Linked DNA regions of Pan troglodytes: region 2 is linked to region 1. The links are chromatin contacts, called in public HiChIP or PLAC-seq maps. All regions are on one chromosome and are shown on one strand. Each heading gives the region's core, a stretch centred on a gene start, on an enhancer-like site or on the middle of the called end of the contact. The rest is flanking DNA. Distances are from core to core; before and after follow the strand shown.

The links. HiChIP or PLAC-seq counts read pairs in DNA pulled down with a chosen protein or histone mark.
Region 2: an H3K4me3 HiChIP or PLAC-seq map of stem cell-derived excitatory neurons shows a contact between it and region 1, with 2.6 times the contacts expected there. The contact joins the promoter of FBXO2 here to the promoter of CLCN6 in region 1. A contact is called at or near these places in 1 of 7 Hi-C or Micro-C datasets (stem cell-derived neural progenitor cells) and 1 of 1 datasets of contacts at active chromatin or transcription factors (stem cell-derived excitatory neurons).

What each region holds. Positions count from the first base shown.
Region 1 is chr1:220,184,542-220,190,134 of NHGRI_mPanTro3-v2.0_pri, reverse strand. CLCN6 (chloride voltage-gated channel 6) reads left to right here and starts at 3,006. Exons shown (of 23, transcript XR_679837.5): 1 at 3,006-3,144; 2 at 3,926-3,985. It overlaps MTHFR (methylenetetrahydrofolate reductase), which reads right to left and starts at 2,944. Exons shown (of 12, transcript XM_001141040.7): 1 at 2,683-2,944.
Region 2 is chr1:220,337,072-220,342,664 of NHGRI_mPanTro3-v2.0_pri, reverse strand. It overlaps FBXO2 (F-box protein 2), which reads right to left and starts at 2,051. Exons shown (of 6, transcript XM_514389.7): 1 at 1,921-2,051. The coding sequence starts at 1,942. FBXO44 (F-box protein 44) reads left to right here and starts at 2,445. Exons shown (of 9, transcript XR_010148253.1): 1 at 2,445-2,557; 2 at 3,406-3,700.

The DNA.
Region 1 (5,593 bases), core at 1,757-4,256:
GCCGGAGGTGCTGTATTTCCACACAGGAAGAAGGCCAAAAAAGGTGACACTGCCCCCTCCCAGTGGCTCCATGCTCCTCAGCTATGGCTGTCGGGGCCGCCTCACTCAAAGCCTTGCCCTCCGCTGCTGCCAGGCTCCTTGCATGCAAGGCAGCCCCCACCCGGCACTGCAACATGCTCCTCGGTGACAGCTACCTGATGGAAGGTGGCACAGAGGACCTCATGCTGCCGACCTGCGAGGCCCATATTCCTAGCGAGGGGCAGTAGTGCCCAGCTGGGAGGACCCTGGCTTTTCGATGGTCCATCTCTGTCAGCTCAGGCCCAGAGTGCGTGGGGAGGGAACAGAGGCACCTTCCCCAGCGGGTGTGTTCAACTGGGCGGAGCTGCGACAAAGGAAGAGGCTTGAGCTCCAGCCAGCACAAGGGGGCGGGGGCAAGGCTTCCAGGCGAGGAGGGAGGGCTGAGGCTCTAGTAAGGGGAGGCGGATGGAAGGAGGGGGACTCAGGGGCAGAGACTGCAGGGGTTGGTGGAGATGAGGCCAACAGGCGTTCAGGGATACCAGATCACCCTCCAGAGAAGGAACAGCTCACTCTGGCTGGCTCTGCCTGGAACATCTGTTACTTGAAACAGTTCGTGCACAGGATGGAAGGGGTGAGGGCTTGACTATGCAGCCAGATTTCTCCTGAATTCATGCTACTCCAAAAAGACCGTGTTGTGGGTTAGAACTTGATGCTGGCCATGTTCCAAAAATAGCCAGACCCAAGTTCAGTAAAGGCACGAATTTCTCAGAGCAAAAGCTGCCCCATCTGTGCTTGCCTTGCAGGCTGCTCTTCTTACACATCACAGAATTCAATTCAAATCATCACAGTGACCCAGCTACTGGGAAGGCTGAGGCAGAAGGATTGCCTGAGCCCAGGAGTTCAAGGCCAGCCTGGGCAACATAGCGAGACTCCATCTCTTAAAAAAACAAAAAACACACCTGTAATCCCAGCACTTTGGGAGGCCGAGGTGGGTGGATCACCTGAGGCCAGGAGTTTGAGACCAGCCTGGCCAACATGGTGAAATCCCGACTCTACTAAAAATATAAAAATTAGCCAGGTTTGGTGGCGGGCGCCTGTAATCCCAGCTACTCTGGAGGCTGAGGCAGGAGAATCGCTTGAACCCGGAAGGCAGAGGTTGCAGTGAACCAAGATTGTGCCATAGCACTCCAGCCTGGGCGACAAAAGCAAAACTCCATCTCAAAAAAAAAAAAACAAAAACAAAAAACAGAAACAAGTAATCAGAGCCACCAGGGCACAGACAGGCCAACAGAGGGCATAGGGCCATCTGGCAGTCTGGTTAAGAAAATAAGACAAACACTTAAAAACAAACAAAACACTTGCACAGCAATAGGCAAACACACAGTAGTGAATGGGTGTGTGGTGACATGGCACAACAGAGGAAAGCCCAGGTGAGGTTCATTTCTTTCAGACTGTCCACCACTAACCCTGTGTACCTAACCATTTGGGGTCTTAGACTCTTTTGACAATCTGATTAAATGCACTGCTCCCTTCCCCTGAAATACACACACAGGTGCACAGACTACACGGGGATACATCCAAAGACAAGGAGTTGATTCCAGACTAAGAACCCTGGGCCAAAGCTTTCTCCCTCTAGGGCTGCTTTCTTTCATTCTGACCTCAAACTCCAGATTCTCAGTGGGGATGGCTGTGGGGAGTGAGGAACGGGGGCGGAGGGGAGGAGTAACAGCAAGAGCAGCCAGTTGGCTTTCCTCCAGCGTTTAAGGGCGCACCTCGTTAATTGCTTGCTGGAACAGAACCTAGAGTAGGAGGAAGCTGAACCACCTGTAAATCCTCTGATTTTCAAAGACTTATTGCATTCCTAGTATATGCCAGGCATGTGCCATATTTGTAAGCCAACTCCCACGATTTATCCGTTATCAGCTGGACTCCCATAGCACCCTGGGTTGTAATTGTGGGTGAAAAGGCCTGTCTCCTTTCTCTTTCCCCAGTTCCCTGAGACCAGGACCGGTGTCCTGCCTGGGGTATCCCCAGAGTTTGGCACACGGCGATAGCCAACATTCACTGAGCGCCAAAGGGCCAGGTGCTGCCACTCTCTCAAAATAAGCCTCTGCCATTTACTGAACAACTAGTCTGCGCCAAGCACTGGGATACTAAGCCTACGACTCCCAGAAAGGTCCCGGCGGACCCCCGTGCGCAGCGGGACGCAGTGGGCGCCAGGGACCGCAGTGCCCCGGGCCCAGCGCTCTTCTCCAGGTGCTCCCCGGGGAGGCAGGTTTAAAAGGCAGGAGCCGGAAGCCGTCTCGGCGCCCAGGTGGCCGAGAATCCAGTCACCAGGTCACTGAGTCACCGATGGGGGCGAGGACACGGGCCTGGGCCGGTCAGAGGGGCGGGATCGTCACCCCTGGCTCAGGGGCCCCTCCGTCCAGGCAGGGAGCCAAAGTCAGTCTTCGCTTGAGGGTTGGCGGTCGCTGGAGGTGGTAGCCATTGGGAGTTACACTAATCCCGCGAAGGGTGCGCAGGGGAGGCGGCAGCCCCCACCCCAAGAAGAGAGGCAGGCCGGCCTCCAGCGCTCCCCGCCCACAAGCACGTCCTTGCCCCCGGGAGGTTGTTTGCCGGCTCCAGGATCTCCCTCCCGGCGACCCCGGCCTCGCCGTCACTCACCCTCCAGTCCCGGGTGACTCAGAACTCTCGGCCGCCGGCCGCACCACTGTGGCCGCTGCAGGGGCGGGGAACGCAGTGAAGGGGCGCGGCGCAGGTGTCAGGTTGCTGGAGAGGCGGGCCTACAGGGCGGAAATCACCGGCGCGGGTGACCGGAAGCCCCGCCCCCAACATGGCCGTGCCCACAGGTCTCGTTGGAGGCCGTGCCTTTATCGTCATGTGACGCGAGTCCTCGCCCCACCCGTCTGCAGCCACTCCCGGTCTCAGTCCCAGAGCTCGAGAGGGCCACGTGACCGTCCCGGGGCCAGTCACGTGAGGCGCAGATCCTGGCTGGGAGGGGGTTGCTAGAGGGGTCCAGAGTGGCAGTAAAAGAGGAAGATGGCGGGGTGCAGGGGGTCTCTGTGCTGCTGCTGCAGGTGGTGCTGCTGCTGCGGTGAGCGTGAGACCCGCACCCCCGAGGAGCTGGTAAGAAGCCGGCGGAGTCGGCCTGGGGAGGGGGCGGTTGCTAAGGGACTGAGAGAGGCGTTACCGGGGGTGGGGCCGGGCCAATCTGGGCCCGCAGGTGGCAGCGGGTGGGGCCTGGGGACCGCAGCCCGGGCTCTCGAAGCGTCTACCCTGCTTCACGTGCCTAAGTCTGGGGTCTTTTCTCATAACCCCTCCTGGAATCTGAGGGAGAATCCAGGCCAGCTCCAGTAAATCCCACCCATGTTTCCTTTTATTTCCATCTGAAAAGAGTTTGGAATGAAACAAGCGTTTTCAGAATGAGCTTCCTCACAGGACTTTGTGCTTATCATGCTGCTGTTTTAGCTTCTCCAGTCCTTTCTCACTCTATCCCTCACCCTTTCTGGGTCACTGACAGTCCAGCTTCCCCCTGCAAAGCATCCTGGGAAAACTTGAGTTGTGTTCCCAGAGTTGACAAGTCCTTTCTGATTTCAGATACGTCACACTGTCAAATGGAACCTGCATTTTTACCCCCCTCTTCAGCTGGCGTTGGACATCTTTGAGGTGTCCTGAAGAGGAGGGTGGTTATTTGGAGACTATCAGTGGAAATGAAGAGCTCAGCTGATGGCTGTAGATCCTCACCCACATGGTCCCTCACCCCCGAAAGGTTTTTTTTGAGGGCTGGTTCCTATTTGATAATGGCTCCAGATGATTTAGAAGGTAGCCACTGATTTCAGTAAATACTTCTGCCTCCTTCCACTCCTAACCACTAAAAAAGGCTCCCTCTGCGGATCTGTTTTTCTAGACCATCCTTGGAGAAACACAGGAGGAGGAGGATGAGATTCTTCCCAGGAAAGACTATGAGGTGAGCTCCTTTGATACTGCTTGGGCAACTAAAGTAGTGAGTGGCCTGGTCACTTCAGGCCGAAGCATTATGATTCCAACCAGAGATGCTCTTTGACCTTCTGGCCCAGGGAGTGAGTGGGTAAGAGAACTTCCTTCTAGGAAAGAGACTGTTTAGCAAGCCCTTTTCTCACCTTAACCCCAAAACAAGGTCTGGTGTTTTTACACGTTTATAAATCTGTGGCACCTTAACCTGGATAGAGTATGTATTTGCCATTAAACTGTTTGCTTTTACAGCTTACAGAGAGACTTAGAGTGAAAGGCACTGGCAGGCAGTATGTGCGCCTAACAGGTGTGTGCTCATAAACTGTTAAGGAGGCCTTGCTTCTCTTCTAGGAGAGCTTGCTTTTCAGATATTTTCTTGCTCAAGCAGCTTCTCTCTGACATGTTCTTGATTAAGTTCCAACTTTCATGTATGGGATTCTTAGAGTATGTGTTTTTAGTAAAGCCAACACTGCTGGGGTGAAACAACATGCGTGACTTTTTATCATTAAATTCTTAAACGGTATAAAGAAGGTAGAGAAAAGCCTATAACTCCATTCATTAAAAGATGACTGTTAACACCTTACTAAGTATCTTTCTACATCCTTACCCATGCTTTTATATACATGATACATGATTTTTTTAAGTAACAAAAATGAGATTCCACCAAATCATCTATTTTAATCTGTCCCACTCACCCCCTTTATTATACTTTTTGTATCATTAGGTAATTTTCCACAATCTTTTCTTTTTTTTGACAGAGTCTCACTCTTCCATAAATTCTTCATGCTGTAGAATTTAGTGTCAACGTTAGGATTTGTAGCACTTTTTTGTTTAACTTTTATTATGAAGGATTTCAACTATATGCAAAAACAATAATCTGTTGAAACCCCTTGTCCTCATCACACAGCTTCCACAGTGATTTAGCTCAAGCCCAGTCTTCTTTTGTCTGTGCTTTCGTTATCCATTTCTCCTTTCTCATATTATTATTATTTTTTATTGTGTGTGTGTGTTTGTGTGTGTGTGTGTGTGTGTGTGTGCGTGTATTTTAAAGTAAAGACAGTCTCCCTATGTTGCCCAGGCTGTTCTCGAACTCCTTGACACCAGCGATCCTCCCATGTCAGCCTCCCAAAGTTCTGGGATTACAGTCATGATCTACCATACCTGGCCGCCCTTCCCATGTTATTTTGAAAGAAATTCTGTACATCATATTATTTCACCCATAATTCTATATGCATCTCTAATGGATAAGGACTTTTAAAAAGCATAACCCAATACTATTACCACATCTAAAAAATTAGGAATTTCTCGATATCAAATATCTACTGTCCAGATTTTCCAGTTTTCTTGTAAATGTCATATGTATTTTAACTTTATTTGAATTAGGTTCCAAAAAAGGTCCTTTTTTATTTGTTTGATAAATCTGTTAAATCTCTTTTAATCTGTAGCTTCTTCCTTCATCTTTTTTTTTTTTTTGTAAGTTATTTGACAACATAATTAGGACCCTGGGATTTTCTACTGTCTAGATTTTGCCATTTGGAGCCGTTTGTATAGTTTAATATGCCACTCTGATGGGACTGCTTTGAAT
Region 2 (5,593 bases), core at 802-3,301, 150 kb before region 1:
CAGTTTTCTCATCTATAAAATGGGGGTAATCATTGTGCCAGGCCATACAAGCAGGACAGATGTCCAAATCCCCTGATGAGGGGGACAAGGGCATTCTGAATTGTAAGGAGGCAGGCAGATGTCACCGCAGCAGCCAGACTGTCTCTTGCATCCCAGTCGGCTTCAGCTGGGCCATCACAGCCTTGAGTAAGTGGACACCGAGTGCCCCAGATGCCTGGACGAGGGAGAGCCAGTGAGGAGGAGATGGGGCCACTCTGGGTGATCAGGAAGACTACAGCTCTGACCTACGGATGGGGAGTTCCCGTGGGCTAGGCCCTGGAGAGCCAAGGCGGTGGTGGGAACAGGCCAGGCACTGGGGAAGGGGACAGGTGGCAGGACCCAGACCCAAGTCTCCAGGCCCACCAGCCCCTAACCTCCTCATATGCAGCCTCTCCTCCCTGCCCAACCCACAGTCAGGCCCTTGAGAGCTTTCACAGAGCCCAGAGCACACAGTGAGTCCTCAGTCAATCTTACTGAGTGAACCTCATTGAACACAGCACTTCTCCTTCCTTATTAGCATTTTTTTGGCCACATCTTTATGATGTGGGGATTTACACCGGCCCCTTTGGCAAAGAGGAAACTGAGGCCAAAAAAGGCTTAACAGCTTCTCCCAGACCACATCGCAGAACAGCAGGAAGACAGAGGAAAATGCCAGGCCCTGAAGTCACATCGCCTGCCCAGGCGGATGCCCACAGCTCTCTGGGGAGCTAGGCCCAGTGTCCTCACCTCTCCAGCCCTCCCTCCGGCCCTGGCCCCATCGGACACCTGATGCTCCCCGAAAGGTGCACCTCACCCAGTCCCCTCTTCTGGCCCCGGGGCCTGGCACTCGAGGCCCCAGATCCAATTACAGCTCCCCCCACCCTCTCTCTTACACACACAACTCCCCACATTGTTGCCGGCGGAAAGTTATCTGGCCCCTGGAAGCTGCCTGCCTGCGAGGCTGATTCACTCACCTGGAGTGGGCCCCAGAGTCCAGGGAATAGCTCAGCCCTGGGAAAAAGCAGGAGCCAGTTCTGGAGCCCTACAGAGGGTGTGGCCAGAAGGCCGTGGATTGGGAGCAAGGGCTGCAGGAGCTGGAATTTTCAGGGCTGGAGGCGGGGGAATGGGGGGTGAGGGGGGGCCTGAGCTTTCATCAGTCTGTTTGCCACCGCCTAACCCAAGCAATGCCCATCCCCAGCTGGACCTGATGAGGAAAGAGTGAGGGCTGTCTGCAGGCAGGTCTTGTTTCCATCCTGACTCAGCAGGCAACCCCTGCAGGCCCCGCAGGGAGTTGGAGGGATGGGGGTGAGGGGTCTTGGGTGCCAGAGAGGATGATTGGGCAGCCTGGGAAGGCCCTGAGCACCAGCCAAAGCTGCCCCCAACGCTCCCTCACTGCTAGTCGGGTCCCCACTGGGCATCTCACTACCCCGGGGAGGGGCAGCCCCTCCAGACAAGGGAGCTCAGGAGGAAGGCAGGAATAGGTGAGGCCAGGCCTGGGACCCCAAGGAACCCACGGGGATTCAGACGGTCCAAGGCCCAGAGCTGGAAGAGCTGATGAAAGAAAAGGCTCGCAGCCTCCCTCCCAGACGCATCCCAGGCCCCCGCCAGACAGACCCTCAGGAAGCTGGGAGGCGGGAATGTGGGGGTCCTCTGGTGCTACTTCCTGGCTAAATGGGACCCAGGAGTTCTCTCTCCTTGCCAGTCGCCTCTCAAGGCCTCCCGCCAGACCAAGATAGCAGAGAGACGTGCTCTTTGGAGACCGCCTCTAGGACTTCGCTGGCGTGAAAGTTTGCCGCGCCAGGTCTCCGGGTCCCCTCGCTCTCTGACGCCCCTCTGTGCAGCGCTCGCCCGCCGACCCCATCTCCCCTCCCCGCCGCAGCGAGCGGTCCAGGCGGCGGCTACCTGGGTCACCGTCTCCGTCCATCGCTGCGGAGGGCGGTCGCGAGAGAAGGAGGAGTCGGAGCGCTGCGGGCTGCGCGAGTCCCGGGGCGGCGAGTCCCGGCGCTGTCCGCGTCTGTGTCGGTCCCGGCGACCGCGCCTCTTAAAGGCCCCCGACCCGACCCGCCCCGCCCCGCCTCTGGCCCCGCGCCCGGCCGCCCCGCAGTCCCAGCAGTCTGCTCGAGGCCCGGGGCTGCGGGTTCCTCAGCGGACCGAGGAGGCTGGGAAAGGTCAGGAGTCGTTTTTTTTCCAGCTGGGGAGGGGTCCGATTTGGGGCATCTCGCAGCTCGCTCCTGGGGGACTGCTGGGAGGAGGCGGCTAGGGGAGGCACGGAGAGGCTGGGTCAGGCCGAGGGTGCGGGGCGGGTGGCCCAGGCGGAGTCGGGGTATAGGAGGTGCCTTCCGCCCCACCCCCCACACCAGGTAATTTTCCTACGACGCGGTGGGGGTGCGTCCCTGGCCCAGCGCTGCGCGGGGCGGGGCGCGGGGCGCGGGGGCGGGGCCTGGCGGGCCGGGGCGGGGCCTCGCTTCCCAGGCAAGCGCAGGTCCAGGCGGTGCAGCTTGGGCGGCCCAGCGGATCGTGCCGCGGCGGCAGAGCGCAGGTGACCGGCAGGAGGGGGCGCGGGGGGCGCTGGGGAGGGGGCGCGGCTGGGCGGGGGCTGCCGGGAAGGCTCCTGGGTTCCGGGTCGCGCCGCAGTTGCCGAGGGAGGCCTGGCACCGACTAGGCCCAGGCCGCCGAGCTTGCCCGGGCTGCGCTGCGCGGCTGCGAACGGGGGCTGGGGTCGCCATCGATGTACAGGGGTCCGAGCCCAGACTTTGGGGGGCATTTTAAGGCACAGCGTGGGAAGGGGAGGCTGCAGGCGCGCTGGCGGACTTGGGGCTGGCGGAGCCCAGCCGCGGGGCTGGGGGTGGGGGTGGGGAGATAGGAAGGGCCCTTCCCTGTCGCCCACCCTCTTGCCACTCCCACCTAGGCAGGAGATCATGTCCTCTGAGATCTTGAGAAGGTGGCTGGAGCCCTTTGGACCTCCGCGGGAGGCAGTGATAATTAGCCTCCTCCTCCCATCATGTTCTGAGGATGGGAGAGAGGATGGTGACGGCACCGGAGGCCTGGGGTGCTCTGCCCGGCTGCGCATTATATCCCCATTAAAGACTGGCCTACTGAAAAAGGCTGGCCCTGGAATCAAAGAAGATCCGGGCTCCTTCCCCCTCTGCCCTTATTTTTGACCTTGGGCAGTGCCTTCCACCTCTATTGTGAGAGGCCAGAGAAAAAAAATCAGAGCTCACCTTTTATTAAAGTACCTGATGTGTCCCAAGCTCCTTGGACCGCCCCAGTGACCCCTGGAGGTAAGGCATCCATTTACAGAGAAGGAAACAGGCTGGGAGAGGCACCATGCTCTCCCGAGATAAATGGCAGAGCAGGGATGAGGCCTGCAGCATAGCTTTTCAACAGCTACAGGAGGGTGTCCAGAAGCCACAAGCCATGGCTGTGGGGAACATCAACGAGCTGCCCGAGAACATCCTGCTGGAGCTGTTCACGCACGTGCCCGCCCGCCAGCTGCTGCTGAACTGCCGCCTGGTCTGCAGCCTCTGGCGGGACCTCATCGACCTCGTGACCCTCTGGAAACGCAAGTGCCTGCGAGAGGGCTTCATCACCGAGGACTGGGACCAGCCCGTGGCCGACTGGAAGATCTTCTACTTCTTACGGAGCCTGCACAGGAACCTCCTGCACAACCCGTGCGCTGAAGGTGGGGTACAGGCCGGGTCTGGCATGCCTCCAGTACACAGTCATGACACCAGGAACATGTATTGAGCACTTAGTGTGAGCCGGGTACTTTGGATGGTTTAACACCTTTACTTCTCTCACAGTAACCCAAAGAGGTAGCTACTGTTAGTGCACACATTTTTCAGATGGGCAAACTGAGGCCAAGAGTGGTGTTTCTTATTCTTACTATACTTTCTTTTTTTTTTTTTTTTTTTTTTTGAGACGGAGTTTCACTCTGTCACCCAGGCTGGAGTACAGTGACACAATCTTGGCTCACTGTAACCTCCACCTCCCAAGTTCAGCCTCCCAAGTAGCTGGGATTACAGGCATGTGCCACCACACCTGGCTAATTTTTTTTTTTTTTTTAGGTGGAGTCTCGCTCTGTTGCCCAAGCTGGAGTGCAATGGTGCGATCTTGGCTCACTGCAACCTCCACCTCCTGGGTTCAAGCGATTCTCCTGCCTCAGCCTCCCGAGTAGCTGGGATTACCGGTGCCCGCCACCACGCCCAGCTAATTTTTTGTATTTTTAATAGAGACACAGTTTCACCATGTTGGCCAGGCTGGTCTCAAACTCCTGGCCTCAAGTGATCCACCCACCTTGGCCTCCCAAAGTGCTAGGATTACACGCATGAGCCACCACACCCGGCCTCTTATTCTACTCTTAAGATTATTTCCCCAGTGACCTTTCCTAGGCAAGGGAATGTTGGTCAGCTGAGACTAATTCCGCTCAAGACACAAGGCCAGGAAGTCAGAGCCATATTTTGCTGGCCTAGTTTCTAGGCTCCAGGGTTGGGCCTACTGACATGGTCCCAGAGGGCCAAAAGGGTTTTGCTTGTGGAAGAATGGGAGATCCAGTCGTCTTCTCAGTATGTTACAACAACAGGTAAAGCAAGGCTTCCACTGATCCTTGCTTGCTATGTTGTTGGGTTGACACTGGGATGGCATGGGAACCTCATTTTCCACAACTTGACCAAATTCTGGAGCAAAATGATAATAAAACCACTCCTCCAAGCTGTCCATGAGCCAAATCTGGCTGAGGCATTAATAATTGTTCTAATAATTGTTTTTACATTTTAAAAGTGTTATAAAAAGAAGAAGAAACAACAAAAAACTATACAATAGAGATAGTTTATGGCCCACAAGTCCTAAAATATTTTCGCACTTTGCCAAAAAAGCTTCCCAGCCCCTATTCTTAACTCCAGTTTACAGAGGAGACAACTGAGGCTCAGAGAGGAAAAGCAACTGGCCTGAGGTCACACAGCTGAGTACTGGTAGAGCTGGGACTAGACCCAGGTCTGTCTGGCCCACATCAGAGCTTTCTCCATCACAGAAGGCAGCTGGGCTGGGTGCAGTGGCTCACACCTGTAATCCCAGCACTTTGGGAGGCCAAGGTGGGTGGATCATCTGAGGTCAGGAGATCGAGACCAGCTTGGCCAACATGGCGAAACACCGTCTCTACAAAAAAATACAAACATTAACCAGGTGTGGTGGCATGCACCTGTAATCCCAGCTACTCGGGAGGCTGAAGCAGGAGAATCACTGGAACCCAGGAGGCAGAGGTTACAGTGAGCTGAGATCGAGCCATTGCACTCCAGCCTGGGTGACGAGCGAAACCCTATCTCAAAAAACAAAAACAAAAAAAGTTTTTGTGTTTTTAAGGGGTTATAGGAAAAGAAACAACAACAACAAAAAACTATACAATAGAGATAGTATGTGGGCCACAAGTCCTAAAACATTTTGGCACTTTGCCAAAAATGCTTCTCAGCCCCTATTCTTACTCCAGTTTACAGAGGAGACAACCAAGGGTCAGAGAGGAAAAGCAACTGGTCCAAGGTCAGACAACCGAGTACTGGTACAGCTGGGACTAGACCCAGGT